Regions from separate parts of the Mus musculus genome. Here regions 2, 3, 4 and 5 are each linked to region 1. A link is a contact called in public HiChIP or PLAC-seq data. All regions are on one chromosome and are shown on one strand. Each heading gives the region's core, a stretch centred on a gene start, on an enhancer-like site or on the middle of the called end of the contact. The rest is flanking DNA. Distances are from core to core; before and after follow the strand shown.

The links. HiChIP or PLAC-seq counts read pairs in DNA pulled down with a chosen protein or histone mark.
Region 2: a contact with region 1 is called in an H3K4me3 HiChIP or PLAC-seq map of bone marrow-derived macrophages, with 2.5 times the contacts expected there. The contact joins the promoter of Slc6a4 here to the enhancer-like site in region 1. A contact is called at or near these places in 1 of 39 promoter capture datasets (neutrophils), 1 of 115 datasets of contacts at active chromatin or transcription factors (bone marrow-derived macrophages) and 1 of 9 other capture datasets (pancreatic islet).
Region 3: an H3K4me3 HiChIP or PLAC-seq map of bone marrow-derived macrophages shows a contact between it and region 1, with 4 times the contacts expected there. The contact joins two enhancer-like sites. A contact is called at or near these places in 1 of 484 Hi-C or Micro-C datasets (bone marrow-derived macrophages), 5 of 115 datasets of contacts at active chromatin or transcription factors (the 230-238 cell line, the HPC-7 cell line, bone marrow-derived macrophages and 1 more) and 1 of 9 other capture datasets (embryonic stem cells).
Region 4: a contact with region 1 is called in an H3K27ac HiChIP or PLAC-seq map of the HPC-7 cell line, with 5 times the contacts expected there. The contact joins two enhancer-like sites. A contact is called at or near these places in 1 of 15 datasets of contacts at CTCF or cohesin (the NIH/3T3 cell line), 1 of 484 Hi-C or Micro-C datasets (nephron progenitors) and 3 of 115 datasets of contacts at active chromatin or transcription factors (the 230-238 cell line, the HPC-7 cell line and bone marrow-derived macrophages).
Region 5: an H3K4me3 HiChIP or PLAC-seq map of the 230-238 cell line shows a contact between it and region 1, with 15 read pairs. The contact joins the promoter of Coro6 here to the enhancer-like site in region 1. A contact is called at or near these places in 1 of 484 Hi-C or Micro-C datasets (bone marrow-derived macrophages), 4 of 115 datasets of contacts at active chromatin or transcription factors (the 230-238 cell line, bone marrow-derived macrophages, embryonic forebrain and 1 more) and 3 of 9 other capture datasets (adipose tissue, embryonic stem cells and liver).

The regions. Positions count from the first base shown.
Region 1 is chr11:77,238,540-77,241,382 of GRCm38.p6, forward strand. All of the region lies in intron 1 of Ssh2 (slingshot protein phosphatase 2), which reads left to right. Among named protein-coding and RNA genes, the nearest start is that of Gm24989, 5.1 kb to the right of the region's middle. Within about 2 kb of position 1,327, at least 71 of the 459 cell types and tissues checked have an H3K27ac peak or open chromatin away from gene starts, as enhancers often do. A contact at or near this core is called in the 230-238 cell line, the HPC-7 cell line, bone marrow-derived macrophages and 1 more, where this site is marked.
Region 2 is chr11:76,997,212-76,999,997 of GRCm38.p6, forward strand. It overlaps Slc6a4 (solute carrier family 6 (neurotransmitter transporter, serotonin), member 4), which reads left to right and starts at 1,386. Exons shown (of 14, transcript NM_010484.2): 1 at 1,386-1,464. RefSeq lists promoters at 1-1,436, 858-1,436, 1,092-1,436 and cis regulatory regions at 1-380, 858-1,308, 858-1,091, 1,285-1,292.
Region 3 is chr11:77,441,390-77,444,107 of GRCm38.p6, forward strand. Ssh2 (slingshot protein phosphatase 2) reads left to right here. Exons shown (of 15, transcript NM_177710.4): 13 at 469-669. Among named protein-coding and RNA genes, the nearest start is that of Coro6, 21 kb to the right of the region's middle. Within about 2 kb of position 1,377, at least 132 of the 459 cell types and tissues checked have an H3K27ac peak or open chromatin away from gene starts, as enhancers often do. A contact at or near this core is called in bone marrow-derived macrophages, where this site is marked.
Region 4 is chr11:77,371,040-77,373,739 of GRCm38.p6, forward strand. The region is part of intron 2 of Ssh2 (slingshot protein phosphatase 2); the gene reads left to right. Among named protein-coding and RNA genes, the nearest start is that of Coro6, 92 kb to the right of the region's middle. Within about 2 kb of position 1,377, at least 135 of the 459 cell types and tissues checked have an H3K27ac peak or open chromatin away from gene starts, as enhancers often do. A contact at or near this core is called in the 230-238 cell line, the HPC-7 cell line and bone marrow-derived macrophages, where this site is marked.
Region 5 is chr11:77,462,655-77,465,359 of GRCm38.p6, forward strand. It overlaps Coro6 (coronin 6), which reads left to right and starts at 1,257. Exons shown (of 10, transcript NM_139128.2): 1 at 1,257-1,456. The coding sequence starts at 1,259.

The sequences.
Region 1 (2,843 bases), core at 77-2,576:
TGTAGAATCCTATCTTGTAGACTCAAGTGTACATTAGTATATTAAAGGTCTGATTCCCAGCACCTACATGGCAACTCATAACTATCCATAACTCCAGCTCCATGGGATCCAGTGCCACTTTCAACCTGAGTGGGCACTAGGCATGTATGCACAGATTTATATGCAAACAATTAACCAGACCCCTCCGAGCTCCCAGTGACTAAACCACCAAACAAGAGGATACATGGGCCAGTCCGTGGCTCCCACTTCATATGTAGCAGAGGACTGCCTCATCTGGCACCAGTGGGAGAGGAGGCATTTGGTCCTGTGGAGGCTTGATGTCCCAGAGAAGGGGGATCCTATGGGGGTGAGGTAAGAGTGAGTGGGTGGATGGGGGAGCACCCTCTTAGAGGCAAAGGGGAGGAGTATGAGGTGGAGGGGAGACTGGGAAGGGAGATAGCATTTGAAATGTAAACAAATAAAATGATTAATAAAAAGAAAAAAATTGGGGTCTGGAGATATGGCTCTTGCAGTGCTTTTAGAGGACTGAGGTTCTATTAGAACCCACATCAGGCAGCTCACACTTCCTGTAGCTTTCATTCCGGGGAATCTGAAGCCCTCTTGCCTTGGGGCACCTACCTTTATGTGGGATAGATAAACTCTGGCAGACGTACACATACACACAAATAATAAATAAATTTTTAAAAGATCTGAAAAGCTTTATAGTAATTAACTTGCTTAACTTTAATACCAAACCTATTTAATCATGAGTGCTTGTTGTGGGGAAGGGAACTCTGTCTTTCTGTGTGGCCCAGGCTGACCTCAGTCTCCAGATCCTTCTGCCTTGTTCTCGAGTACAGTGTGTGCTCCATATGGGCAAGAATATTTTCTTACTCCATTTCTGATACTCTAACAAAAGATCTCAGACTAGGTCATGTATATATAACAGACATTTATTTCTTACAGTTTTTGACTCTGAGAAGTCTACACAAGGTCCCAATAGATTTGGGTTATTGCCACACAGTAGAAGTGACAAAGACTGTGTTTTTGTCACTTTGTCATAGTGGAGGGACAAAAGGGATAAAGAATATATAAGTACCTTTTTTATATAAGCCATTCTATTTGTGAAGGTTTTATCTTTATAACTTAATAACTTCCTGATGTTTTACATCTTAATACCGTACCATTCAGTGGTGAATAAGTTTCAGCATATTAATTTTGGGATATCCATTAGAGTATATGACCCCCCACTTTTTGTGTGAATTCTGCTGTCATTCCAGATGAGTGTGGCACCACAGACTTTAAACAAAAGAGGAAGGAAGTGGTCACTGTTAACTCAGATCTCCTGGGGAGGTCAGGGGAAGCAAGGGTAGAAGGCAAGTGACATAGGAGTTAGGACACTGTCTGCTTGTGTGCTGATACTGTGACATAGGTGGTCACAGTCACAGAATTAGAAGTTAGTGCTGAAGAAAGAGCTAGGAAAGAGCCCCTTTTTTTCTCAAAAGAAAAGAGATGAAAGAAATTAGAGGAGAGTTTAGGAGAGAGAAAATTTCTGGCTTATTTAGAAGTATCTTCAGAATATTTTTCTATTTTTCTGCTGAGGGGAAGAGTTCATTAGGAAAGAAGAGGTGAGGATGCAGTAAGGAATAAAGGGTGTAGACATACATTTTTTGCAACCTACTTTTTTTTTTTTTTTTTTTTTTTTTTTTTTTGGTTTTTTGGTTTTTTGAGACAGGGTTTCTCTGTGTAGCCCTGGCTGTCCTGGAACTCACTCTGTAGACCAGGCTGGCCTCAAACTCAGAAATCCTCCTGCCTCTGCCTCTGCCTCCCAAGGGCTGGGATTAAAGGCATGTGCCACCACCACGCCCGGCACAACCTACTTTTAATAGGGTTCAACCTCTCCTTTAGCCCACCACCCAGCAGACATAGTAGAAGAGAAAAGTTATTAGGATGGGGGGGGAGTGGACCTGTTCAGCAGTAGTTCTTTGGGGTTGGGGGCCGAGCTCAGTCTTCTTTGGCAGTTCAGTCCCTTAGCAAACACCAAATACAACTCAGCAGCTATAGTCCAGTCTTTTCAGCAAACAGACACCAGGCATGAACCAGCAACTGTAGTTCAATCCTGAGGAAACTGCAAGGCTAGCCAACTGGCCTGAGGCAAAGCTGAGGAAGCAGCAAGCTGCCGCAGGAATCTCATGAGCAATTCTGTGGCAAGTTTCTCTCAATGGTATCCTTACCACAAGTTGAGCTCAACAACGCTATGTAAGGAGAACCAATACATGCGTGTCTTTAACGAAGAATAGGAAGGCAGAGCAAACTAAATCAATGTTCAGTGCTCATCTCCCACTGTCTGTGGGGTCATATTTATACTCCTTCATCAAGTGTCCTTTTACGTGTTTGCTATATCCAAACATCCTTTCACCTGAGTCTGCTTCAGGAAACATTTTTTCCTGTGTCTGCTTTAGTAAGACATCCTTTCTTTCACCTGTGTGCCCCAGCAAAACATCATGTGACAAAATTGACTTTCCAATGAAACTAAAAGTTTCCACTGCAAAAGGGTAATTCCAAAGACACAGTTTCAGGAGCCAGAGAGGAGCTCTAAAATGCCCATAGTTGTGGCTTCAGTGTTTGTGTCTGGGCCTCTTTTCCTGAATCATTCTTGTTACTGTCCATCCTTTCTTCCTCAAATAGATCGTTGCCTTTACAAATCTATTGTTTTGTATCTGTTTCTAGCAGAAAACTAAGCTCTTCAGGAATTAATGATTAATAAACTTAAGTCTAGAAAAGTACTTGTCTTCCAGGCTGTGGAGGTGGTATAGCATTCTAGTGATGGAGACTGAGCTGGAGGAACGGAAAGTTTGAGGTTA
Region 2 (2,786 bases), core at 136-2,635, 240 kb before region 1:
GCTCCTCTGTCTGCCTGGACCCCTCCTCAGAACAAACTTGTTCTTGGGCAGCCTTGTGTCTGCACAGGAGTTACAGGCACGGAAGGGAGACAGCAGACACGTGTGTTCATTGAAAGGGAGGGGCCCAGTGAGGACCCTGGGACCCTGGGGTTCTCCGGGTCATGGAATGGCCAGGCCTGCCTAAGGTCAGCTCCCCCAGCCAGTCCGCTCCCCCACATCGCTAGGGCCGCTCCTTGCATTCCCGGCCCTGGAGCCTAGGTGGCACCAAAGCCTCGTACTGGTGATCCCTGCGGCCGGGAACCGCCCACACCTGCGGACAGTGAACCAACCAGCCCTTCCTGGTGCCAGCGCAGCCCAGCTGCGGCTTCTGATGTCTGGGCTCGAGCCCCTCTGGAACAAAGGGGCGCCGGGGCTTTCTCGCAGACACCGAACTCGCCATTACTACCTCTTTTCTAGCTCTCCCTCACTCGCTTGGCCGGATGAGAAGAGACAGGCTGGCCGGCCCGGGTCCTGACTTCTCTGCCTCAGACACAGTCCAAAATAAGTAACATATCTGCTCTTTAAAAAAAAAAAAAAAAAAGCTCCCGTAATTTTGGTGAAAAAAAGAATGTGATAACATTAAATTCATTTTTAAGCTGTGTGTGTGTGTGCGTGTGCGTGTGCGTGTGTGTGTGTGTGTGTGAACAAAACAATCTATATAGACTTGAAAACAGTGCTCCTGTCGAAATACTGAGCGGCTTGAAAGGCTGGTAGTTTGTCCAGTGCCCAACCCCACAGGCACAGGCGGGTCCGCGGACCAACACCGATGTTCTCTGCAAAATTTTCCTCCTGTGGCTAAGTAGCACTCTCAGATCCTCCCGGGGGTGCTTATTGTAGGCTGCTATCGGGATGGGGAGGTTCCCGACTAAGCTCGCATTCCACCTAGAGAACCCAGACAAAGTCAGGAGTCCTTGGAAAGACGGTCCGCAATCGGCTGTGGTCAAGAAAGAATGCTCTTAGGGAGTGACACGGAGCAGGACCTTAACGTAATTTAGGGCAGATTTGGTAAGGGCAGAAGTGAACCTCGTTTTGTACAGCATCCTCCAGCCACACTAGTCCAAAAGCAGAAGAGTCAGATCCTTCGCCCTGCCCTGCCCTGCCCGGCCCTGCGCCCTGGCTGCTGTATGTGCAGGAATGAGTGGGGGGCTCTGCCGCCCTCCCACCGGACAGGGAGCGTGGACCCCGCCCCTCCCCCCCCCCCCTCCAGCTGCGGTAGCAGAGAAACAAAGTTCTTCGGTCTCAAAGTGACGCAAAAATTCTTGCGGAGCTCTTTGGCGGCGGCTATCTAGAGATCAGACCATGTGAGGGGCCGCAAGTACAAATAGCGCGGCGGGCGGCGCCACTCCAGCGGCCGCGCCGGTGCCTCGAGGGCGCGAGGGTCGAGCCGCCTCCGCAGCCCGGGACCCGCCGCCGCGCCTCCCGCAGGTGGGTCGCTTTCCCTTTCTTCTTATTCTTTTTTTCTCTCTTTTTTTTCTTTTCTTTTTTGTCTCTAACCCACGCTTCTTTCTAGAAGCCCTCGGTCCCCGCGCTTGACTGCCTGGATTTCGGGTGCCTTTGTCTGCACCGCGCAGGGTCCTTTCGAGGGACCCGATGGAAACCCTGGAGACCCAGAGCTGGCCCAGCGCAGCCTCGCTTTTTGGCAAAAGTTGCTGTAGTTTCCAGCCGTGATTCCGTGCTTGGGCTTTACTTTTGAGACAAGGGCTGGTAGGTGGCTTTATGCAAAGACGCTGGCAGACACAAATGCCCAAATAACCAGAGAAACCTTTGAGAGACACTTAAGAGGGTCAAGCCTCTCTCTGTGCGCTCGAATGGTCTCACTGCGGAGCGCGAGCCGACTCAGACAGCTCACAGGCCATTCAGAATTTATGGAAGTACCAGTGGGCTGTGCTATACTAAAGTGTGTAACCAACAGTTGCTGGAGGCGGGGGTGTTTCTAAAAGGCTGGTTGGTGGCCCGAGATTTTTTTTTTTTCGCGTTTGTGTGTGTGTTGCATATTGAATTATTCTTTTTAGTTAAGAGTGCTCAAGAATTTGAAGGGTGTGTATGTATTTTTATGATCATTTTTTTTTGTCCAGAAAAAATGAACCAGGTCAATGGATTATTTATGGACCTGCTAGCTCTCATCGTAGTAAGGGGAGAAATCAAATATTTAATGTGTTTTCAGTTACATGGGAAACATGTCTGAGAAAACAACAACACTGGGGTTTGTTTAAAAGTAATAGAGAGCCAAGACAGCGTTGGAGGCTGTTGGATGGACATGGAGGGGGAAACAGCTCTGACTATGGCCCTTCACTTTTTCGTGGAGCTGTGGATAGCTTCCTTCTCCCACCCTGGTCCCCAGCGAGAGGTACTGCTCCAGAAAAGGCTGATGGGCGGGTTCTTCTGCAGTGCAGGCAATATCTTACTTGTTTTGGGCAGCTGTGAGGCTTGAATCCAGGGTCTTTTGTACCCGGAGCAGACATCGTACCACTAAGCTACATGAAAAGTAGGGACCTAGCCTGGCAGTTAATCTCTGAAATCTCCTGGGTTGGAGCCTTGTAGAGACTTTGCATGGTAAGAAGAGAGAAAGAAAGACTGACTCTGCCCTGTGTGCTAAGGCATACTTGTACTGTTCAGGCGTTCAAGGTTGTCTTCAGCTTCTTAGCTAAGTCAAGGCTAGCTTACACAAGACCCATTTCCAAAGCAAAACAAAGCCGACCACCCCCAAGCAGCTTGTTCATTTGGGTATGGAGCTTTCCTTACTAAGC
Region 3 (2,718 bases), core at 127-2,626, 200 kb after region 1:
CTTAAGTTTGTGTCTAGCACCTAGTACATTAACTTATATATGGTAAATACTTGATAAATCTTTACTGAGTGGATTAATAGGCTTAATATTAAAAGTGAAAAAAAGAGAGTTCAGCAGTGGTGGCGCCACACCTTTAATCCTAGCACTGGGGAGGAAGAGGCAGGTGAATGTATGGGTTCAAGGCCAGACTGGTCTACAGGGTTTGTTCATTCCGGGACAGCCAGGGCTACTAAGATTAATCTTGTCTCAAAAAACAGACAGACAAATATTATTTAAGAGTACAGTTAAAGCTGCCTACTTAATCCTCATATTTGATCATAGAGGCACATGGATGTACCAAGATGAGAACATTGCATAGCAAAAAAAAAAAAAAAAAAAAAAAAGGAATGGGAGGGCAATACAGGAACCTGAACCCCAGCTCTTACACTGTACTATCAGCGTCCTTTTTCACTTCACTTTCCCAACTAGGAAACATGGATCTAAATGTCTTGTGCACTGCAAAATGGGGGTGAGTCGCTCAGCCTCCACTGTGATTGCCTATGCAATGAAGGAGTATGGATGGAATCTGGATCGAGCCTATGACTATGTGAAGGAAAGACGAACGGTGACCAAGCCTAACCCCAGCTTCATGAGACAACTGGAAGAATACCAAGGGATCTTGCTGGCCAGGTGGGTTGTGAGTGGCTTTCTTTGCCTCTCATTCCATTACCTTTCAGAGTTAAAAAATCTCCTTCAGCTACTCTTGCATCATATGGTAAATGACTTGAGAATCAACTTCTTGAGCTGTCACAGGCTGAAATCCTCTGGCTTGATAGACTTGGTTTGCTTCCCTGTGAACAGTTCTAGGCTGTGTTTTTAGAGCAATAGCACAGCTGTCTAAAAGCAGTTGCAGCTGGTGCCAGGGTTTGACTCCAGCAAGTCTCATGACTTGATCTTGACTCTCAAATCTGGGCTATGTTTCCACAGAACAAAATGTTAAATAGCCTTCCAGCCTATCCACGCAGAGGGGCCACCCTCCAGCCCCAAAGAATTGTGAAAATGTGACCACAGCATAGCATTATGGTTTCCACTAACAGCCCTCCCTCCCATTTACTCAGCATTTGGAATGATTTCATCTGAGCCTCTGTCTTGAGAAGCTGGGAAATACCCAATCCTCTGTTTCACAGAAGTTCCAGGTCTCTAGCACCAACTCTGATGATACTTTCACATTAAATCAGAGGATAGGGCACGGGGGTTCTTTTTGGCACAAGGAAAAGGTACCTAAGCATTTGAGGAGAACATAAATATTACATGTTCCCAGACACACACATAACGGATGTTAGGCAATGTCCTCATGTGACCTCCTGAGAGGAAGGACGCTACGTGTCCTGCCAACTTCAGTATTTATTCTGGAGCCCCAGGCTACTGCAAGCTGTTGGGTTGGTTTCCCTTCCCCAGTATACCTCCCCCAATATGTGGTTTTTCTTAGATGTTAAAGGAATCTCAGGAAAAAAATTTAAATGAGGATATGAAGGGCAGCATAAACCAGAATATCACACTTCCTCTTTCCTTTTCCTTTCCTTTTCTGTTCCATCCCGACTTCCTGAGCCTGATTCATAAAGGGAGGGCAAACTCCAGACAGGAAAAAACACAGAATTTGCATCATTAGATCTGGTTTCTGTTCCTAGTTCACCCGTATGCTGCAACCTTCAGAAGTTACTTGGTGTTTCTAGTCCCCACTTGACCCCCATCTGTAAAATTAAAACATCAATATGAAGTTTAGAGTTAGAGAAGGCAATATGCAGTGCCTTTAACTCCAGCACTTGGATACATGCAGTTCTCTGTAGGTTCAAGGCCAGCCTGGTATACATATCAAACTCTAGGACAGAAAGGACCACATAGAGAGACCCTGTCTGTAGATCTCTGTTTACTGTTTTGTTTTTGGTTTCTTGGGTTTTTTTTTTTTTTCATAAAATAACACATTTTGGTTTTTTTAAAGACAGGCTATCACATACCCTAAGCTAGCCTTGAACCTACTATGTAGTCAAAGCACCTAAGCCTCCTGCCTCATCTCCCAAGTGTTTAAGTCATTCTTTATATATATATACCACTATGTGTTAAAGGTTGTTTCTCATCATTTCTTCTCTCCATGATTACCAAAAAAGCATACATTCATATATGTTCTTTTTTTCCTTCTCCACTGACATTAACCTGCCTCCAACCATCACAGTCATACCAACTCCCCAGAAAAATGGCATGAAAAGTATCTCTGGAATCTCTTGTGTTGTGATGTCCAGGTTAGGGATATCATTTAGGCCACTTTTGACCGCCAGGACTGCTCATAAAGAATGTTCTAGAACCAAATCCAACTAAGCCTCACTGTCCCTCCATTTCACTGGTGTCACCTGTGTGGAGTGGTCTACAGAGGAAGGGGGAACTCTCTGAAAGGCAGTTAGACAGAGACAACTTCCAAAGTTTGGTTGTTCCTTAATAGTATTTTTTTCTGGATCTTGTTTTCACATCATAGGAAACACATGGTGGCTCTCAGAGAGTAAGAGTTGTGATCCCAGCATCCTCTAACTGTAGTTACACAGAGCAGCGCTGGGTACTTGGCTGGTTGTGCCAGCTGTTGTCTGTTGGAGGGAGCTTCTTGGTGCAGTGACCTCTGAGTAACCTATTTCTATAGTAACATCTCAGTTGATTACAGTCTTAGTGAGAGCATGAGGGCCACAGCAATAT
Region 4 (2,700 bases), core at 127-2,626, 130 kb after region 1:
GGTCCTGACAACCACACTTCAAGGCTACTGCTAGATTATATAACTACAGAAAGATTAGCCCTTTCCTGCCTTCCTTTTAATGTGTTGTGTTAGACCTAAGGGCTCTATATAGTTGATTATCTTTGGTTTCCCTGATGTAGTTTTCTGCTCTACTTGATAGTTTCACTAGTAGGAAAGTGTGGTTTTGAACTATGTGGAAGTAACAGGGTGATAGGTTAGCTGTTTCATTTTAACCTAGCACATTTAGACAAACCTATATATGGCATTCCTTTGTCACAGAAGTGAAAAAGTGATGATCTGTAAGGCCTGTGGAAGGTTCCGGAATCTGAACAAGAGATTTCTAAGTCTTTTGTAGTCAGCTTGCCCAGAAGACAGATGTAGGGCAGTAACCCGTATAACACACCCAGCTTCTCAGAAAAGGAAGTTCAAGAAAGAGCACAACGGAGGACTTTGCAAGTCAGTTGAAAGTGTTTTGAGTTGAAGGAGATTTTAAAGTGTACCTCAGTCTTTGGCATCCCTCTTACTGTTTTCAAACCATGTTTTTTTAACTATATATGCATTACCCCAGGCACACTATGAAGCAATATGATAACCTTCCTATAGTATCTTTATGCAAAAGAAAACAGTATAGACCTAAAATATTCATCAAACTAAACAAATGAAATTGAACACACATAAAACACAAGGCAGTAGAGCAGATCAACAGTTGTATTATCTTCATTTTCTATCTGAGTTTTTCTGCATATAATAAGCTATATAAGTGAGAACAAGTAGGGAGGTGACAGGCAAATTTAAACAGTAAGTTCTGCCCCATCTATTCTCCCACAGGGGTGGGGTTGCTCTACCTAAGAGTTAAATGGTATTGTTGGCAAAGAGCCTCAGTCACTTAAATAAAAACACATGGCCAGGGGCTAGAGAGATGATTTAGCCAGTTAGGAGCACTGGCTGATCTTGTAGAAGTCCTGGGTTCAATTCTCAGCACCAATATGGCAGCTCACAGCCATCTGTAACTTTAGTTCCAGAGGATCTGACAGCTTCTTTTGCTTTGTGTCAAGCCTGAGGCACATATGCAGTACACATGCATGCATGCATGCATATAAAATAATTATAAACATAAAAATACAAATTTTAAAAGAAAAAGACAAGGGCAGCTTTAGTTCTTCCTTGTTTGACTAGTAGACATGCTGATGGAAGGCATCTTGGACAGAGATAGGCAATAAACACAGGCATTAACCTAAAAACTTTGCATTTTTCTGCCCTGAGGGTAGTAATTGTTGGTTTCTTCACAGCTCACTTTCCCTCGAGCCCCACCCCTCACTGCAGAGAAAAACTTGTTGACCACAGCTCCACTTTTCAAGTCTTGCACAAAGGCAGATGTCTCTAAAATGTCGCTTACGCAAACCATGTGTTTGTGTGCTTCACTGTTCCCACGGGGCCGGTTCCTTCAGAGCCCTGCTTAGTTTCCTTCCTTCCTTCCTCTCGCCTTCTCTTTTTCCTTCTTTAAAAACTGAAAACACATTAAAACTTTAATTTCCTTTATAAAAAGAGGGGGAAAAAAAACACAGCCTGCCTGACAACCATGTCTGTTCTTCCCAATTTTTAATACGCATAGGTTTATTTTTTTTAACCTAGTTTTTCTTAAGCAGAAGTTCAGATATTTCGTCATACAGCCACTTCCCTGTTTTTCCCTGGTTCTGGTGTTATCATTTGGTTTAGGGTTGTGAGTTAACAAAAGGACATTGTATCTTATCAGCACTCTTGTCAGTAAGGCCTTGCTTATTTTTAAAATATTTTTGTTGTTGTTTAATTATGTGTATGTGTATGTGTATGTGTGTGAGTATGTGAGTATGTGTGCATGTGTACAGGTACCCTCAGAGTCCAGAAGAAAGTAGACTATCCTGGAGCTAAAGTTACACGCAATTGTAAGTTGCCTGACATAGGTGATGAGAATTGAAATCATGTCCTCTGGAAGAGTAAGTGCTCTTAGTCACTGAGCTATCTCTGCATCCCACCAACAACTTTTAGTTTTAAAAATAAGATACTGGCTGTGTGGTGGTGGTGCATGCTTTTAATCCCAGCACTTGGGAGGCAGAGGCAGATGGATCTTTCAGTTTGAGGCCAGCCTGGTTTACAGAGTGAGTTCCAGAACAGCCAGGGCTACACAAAGAAACCCTAACTCAGAAAAAATATATATATTATGTATAGAATTGTTAAACTTCTTAACATTTAAAACTGCTATTAAATTACATTACCTTTTGAAGACACATTACTATGCCCATCCCAGGATAGCCATATTTTAAACAATAAAATAAGAATAAATTGTATCCATATATCTATAACTTAGGCAGTAGATGGTGGAGAAAGAAAGGGGATGCAGCAGCAAGGAAAGTGGATAAGGAGGTGGTGGGCACATACAATCAAAGCAAATAAATGGTATCTGTGCAAATGTGGCTGTGGAGTCCAATGTTTGGTACAATTGATTTTTTTTTTTTACATTTTTTTAAGTCTAAATTTTTATTCTTGGCTTTTCTTGTGATTAACTGTCCCATACCTGACTAGTCCTGTTTCGCCTGTAATTTGGCTGTCTGTCTAACTAGAGCTATCCATGCTTCTCACATTTGTTTTCTGTTTAATAATGAGTAAATTCGTGCCTGTGTTTTATATTATTCCTTACTTGTTTAAGGAGCATGAGAGTGGGGG
Region 5 (2,705 bases), core at 7-2,506, 220 kb after region 1:
GGCCCGGACGCACGGACGCCGCCTCCTCGGCCCTTCGCATACCCCGGCCCGCTCCGCAGAGGAGTCGCAGCGTGAGCACCCCCGCCCGGCTTAGGACCAGGTACCCCCCTCCCTGCCTCCGCCACCGCAGCCAACGGCGCGGGCGGGGTCTCTGGAGGGGGCAGAGGTCTGCGCCCCCCCCCCCCCCCGCCGCTAAATTCAGTTCGTCAGGGCGGACTTGGTGTCTATATTTGGCCGGACAGCGGCTGGCGAGGAGACACCTAGTCTCACAGGAACGCACTGCCGGGGCAGGAGGCTGGAGGAGGGGGCGAGTAGGCCGGCCTTCAGGCCTGGGGCTACAGAAGTGGTTTGAAGGGCACAAGGATGCCCGGGCAGGGGAGGGGCAGGAAGCAGTTGGCCTTTGGGAGAACCTGCTGTGTCCCCTTGGGAAAAGTAGCAAGCATTGCTAAGCTCCTAGCTCCAGAAGCCGAAGTCGTAGAACCAGAAAGAGGACCTCACCTCCTCCCTGGTTGCACATCTGGTCCTTGCAGGTGGGGTCGAGGGCCCCCACCCTCAAGAGAACGGACTAGCCAGCCCAGGCATCGCACCCAAGAGGCTGGACCAAAGTATGATATTTGTGTCAGATGACCATAGCCAGGACTCCCCCACCCCACCCCATCCGGAGAAATCAGTGCATGGGGAAATAGACAGAAGGAAGATCGCCCTACTCCCACATACCCCACACCACCGGAGGAATCTTTTAAAAAGAGTAGGAAGCAGGGCTAACAAAAGGACCTCTTCTCTTGGCCAAGCTGTAGAAAAAGACACACCGGCTTGAACTCAGCGATGTGAATATGGGATCTTGAGGGCTGCAGTCCTACCTAGCCTTGAGCTACGGTCCACTGACTAAAAGAGAAGGTGTTGGGTGGGGAGCCTTTCAGAGAGACAAACACTTGCAAAGAGGTCTCATACATGACTAGCAGCATGAGGGGACCCCCTGATATTCCTCCTCAAAACATTAGGTCTTGGAGGAAGTTTCAGCCCTGTGTCAGCCTCTGCTATCCCGGCTAGCCTGTGTGTCTAAGAAGCGGTGAGATTCCCCATCCTTGTCCCTCATATTAAACAACATGAGACAGATGTCAAAAACCAGCCTCCAACTTTGGTCACTTTGAAGATCCTGGCCAGATAATCCTACTCACTCACTCCTCCCTTCCACAGCTCGCAGGATTAAGGACCAACGTGCCTCTAGACTCTGATACTCCCTATCTTTGCCCCAGCCATGAGCCGGCGTGTTGTTCGGCAGAGCAAGTTCCGCCACGTGTTTGGTCAGGCAGCAAAGGCTGACCAGGCCTATGAGGACATCCGGGTATCCAAGGTCACATGGGACAGCGCCTTCTGTGCCGTCAACCCCAAATTTCTAGCCATTATTGTGGAGGCTGGAGGTGGAGGTGCCTTCATTGTCCTGCCTCTGGCCAAGGTGAGGGGTGAGGGGAAGAAAGCAATTGGGAGGGCACTGGCTAGGGTCTCTGGGATATATCCCACACTAGCCTTTTCTCACTGAAGTCCAGGCCTCCAGAAGGGCAGTCTGTGTGGACTGGGTACTCTGTCTTTGCCAAACCCACAAAGAATGGTGGAGAACAGCAACATCAGCGTGACCTGTGCGCCCGATCTCTAGGCCACAGAGCACTGTGTTCCTAGCAGAAACCAAGATGGGTGTTAGTGATGGAGATGGTTGGGATACAGCAGACCAAGGTCCAGTCAGACTCTAACCTTATCTTTACCTAGTGTCAGAGAAAGGCAGAGTCAGAGAGATGGAGAGAGACACACAGACACACACAGAAACAGAGAGAGACAGAGATACAGAGAGAGAGAGAGAGAGAGAGAGAGAGAGAGAGAGAGAGAGAGAGAGAGAGAGAGGTGTTCAGACTCTGATCCTGGGAGTGGGATGAAACTAAAAAGAGAAGTTACAATAGTCAGAGCCTTCCCTCCCCTGCACATGAGGGAAAGGGCCAGGCACTGACTGCCACCTTTGCAGACACGTAGCCATCTGTACCCCAGGAGAGATACCCCAAAGCATAACCTTGACCTAGATACTGAGCCCTATACCTTGCTAAAGAAGACCTCACAAGTGGTGGGGTCAGGACAGGCCTGACAATAGCCTATGACTCACGCTGGACAATGCAGACACCATCCAGAGACAGCATCCCAAGGGCTCACATTTCAGCCCGAGCCACCTCCTCCCCCAGTGTGACTGCCATGTCAATGGCATTTAGTCACCCTCTCTCCCAGACTATGTGCTTTGGGCCAATGCCAACCCCTGCAGAGTCTTCAGAGCTCCCACAACTTACTCATGAAGACAAAAAGAAAGACGAGTGCCAGCCCCTGGTAAGGGACACTCAGCACCAAGACTGCGTGCTGCCTATGACTCCAAGGTGAAACCAAGGGAGAGGTCTGCCCCAGGGGCTAAGCCACTGCCGTCAGAGTCACTCACTCAGACCTCTCTCTCCAGGGGCTTGCCAAAGGTCCTCCAACTTGGGGGACAGGTTCAAGCACATCCTCCTCACAGGGCATGTGGGTTCACGCCCATGAGCCCAGCACTGGGAAGACCGAGGCAAGATCAGCCTAGGCTAATCAACATAATGAGACCTTAACTTGAGTCTGGGTTCCGTGTCCTGCTGTGGGTACTTTGTTAGGTCAGCCTGTCTCTCTGAATCAGACTTCCTAAT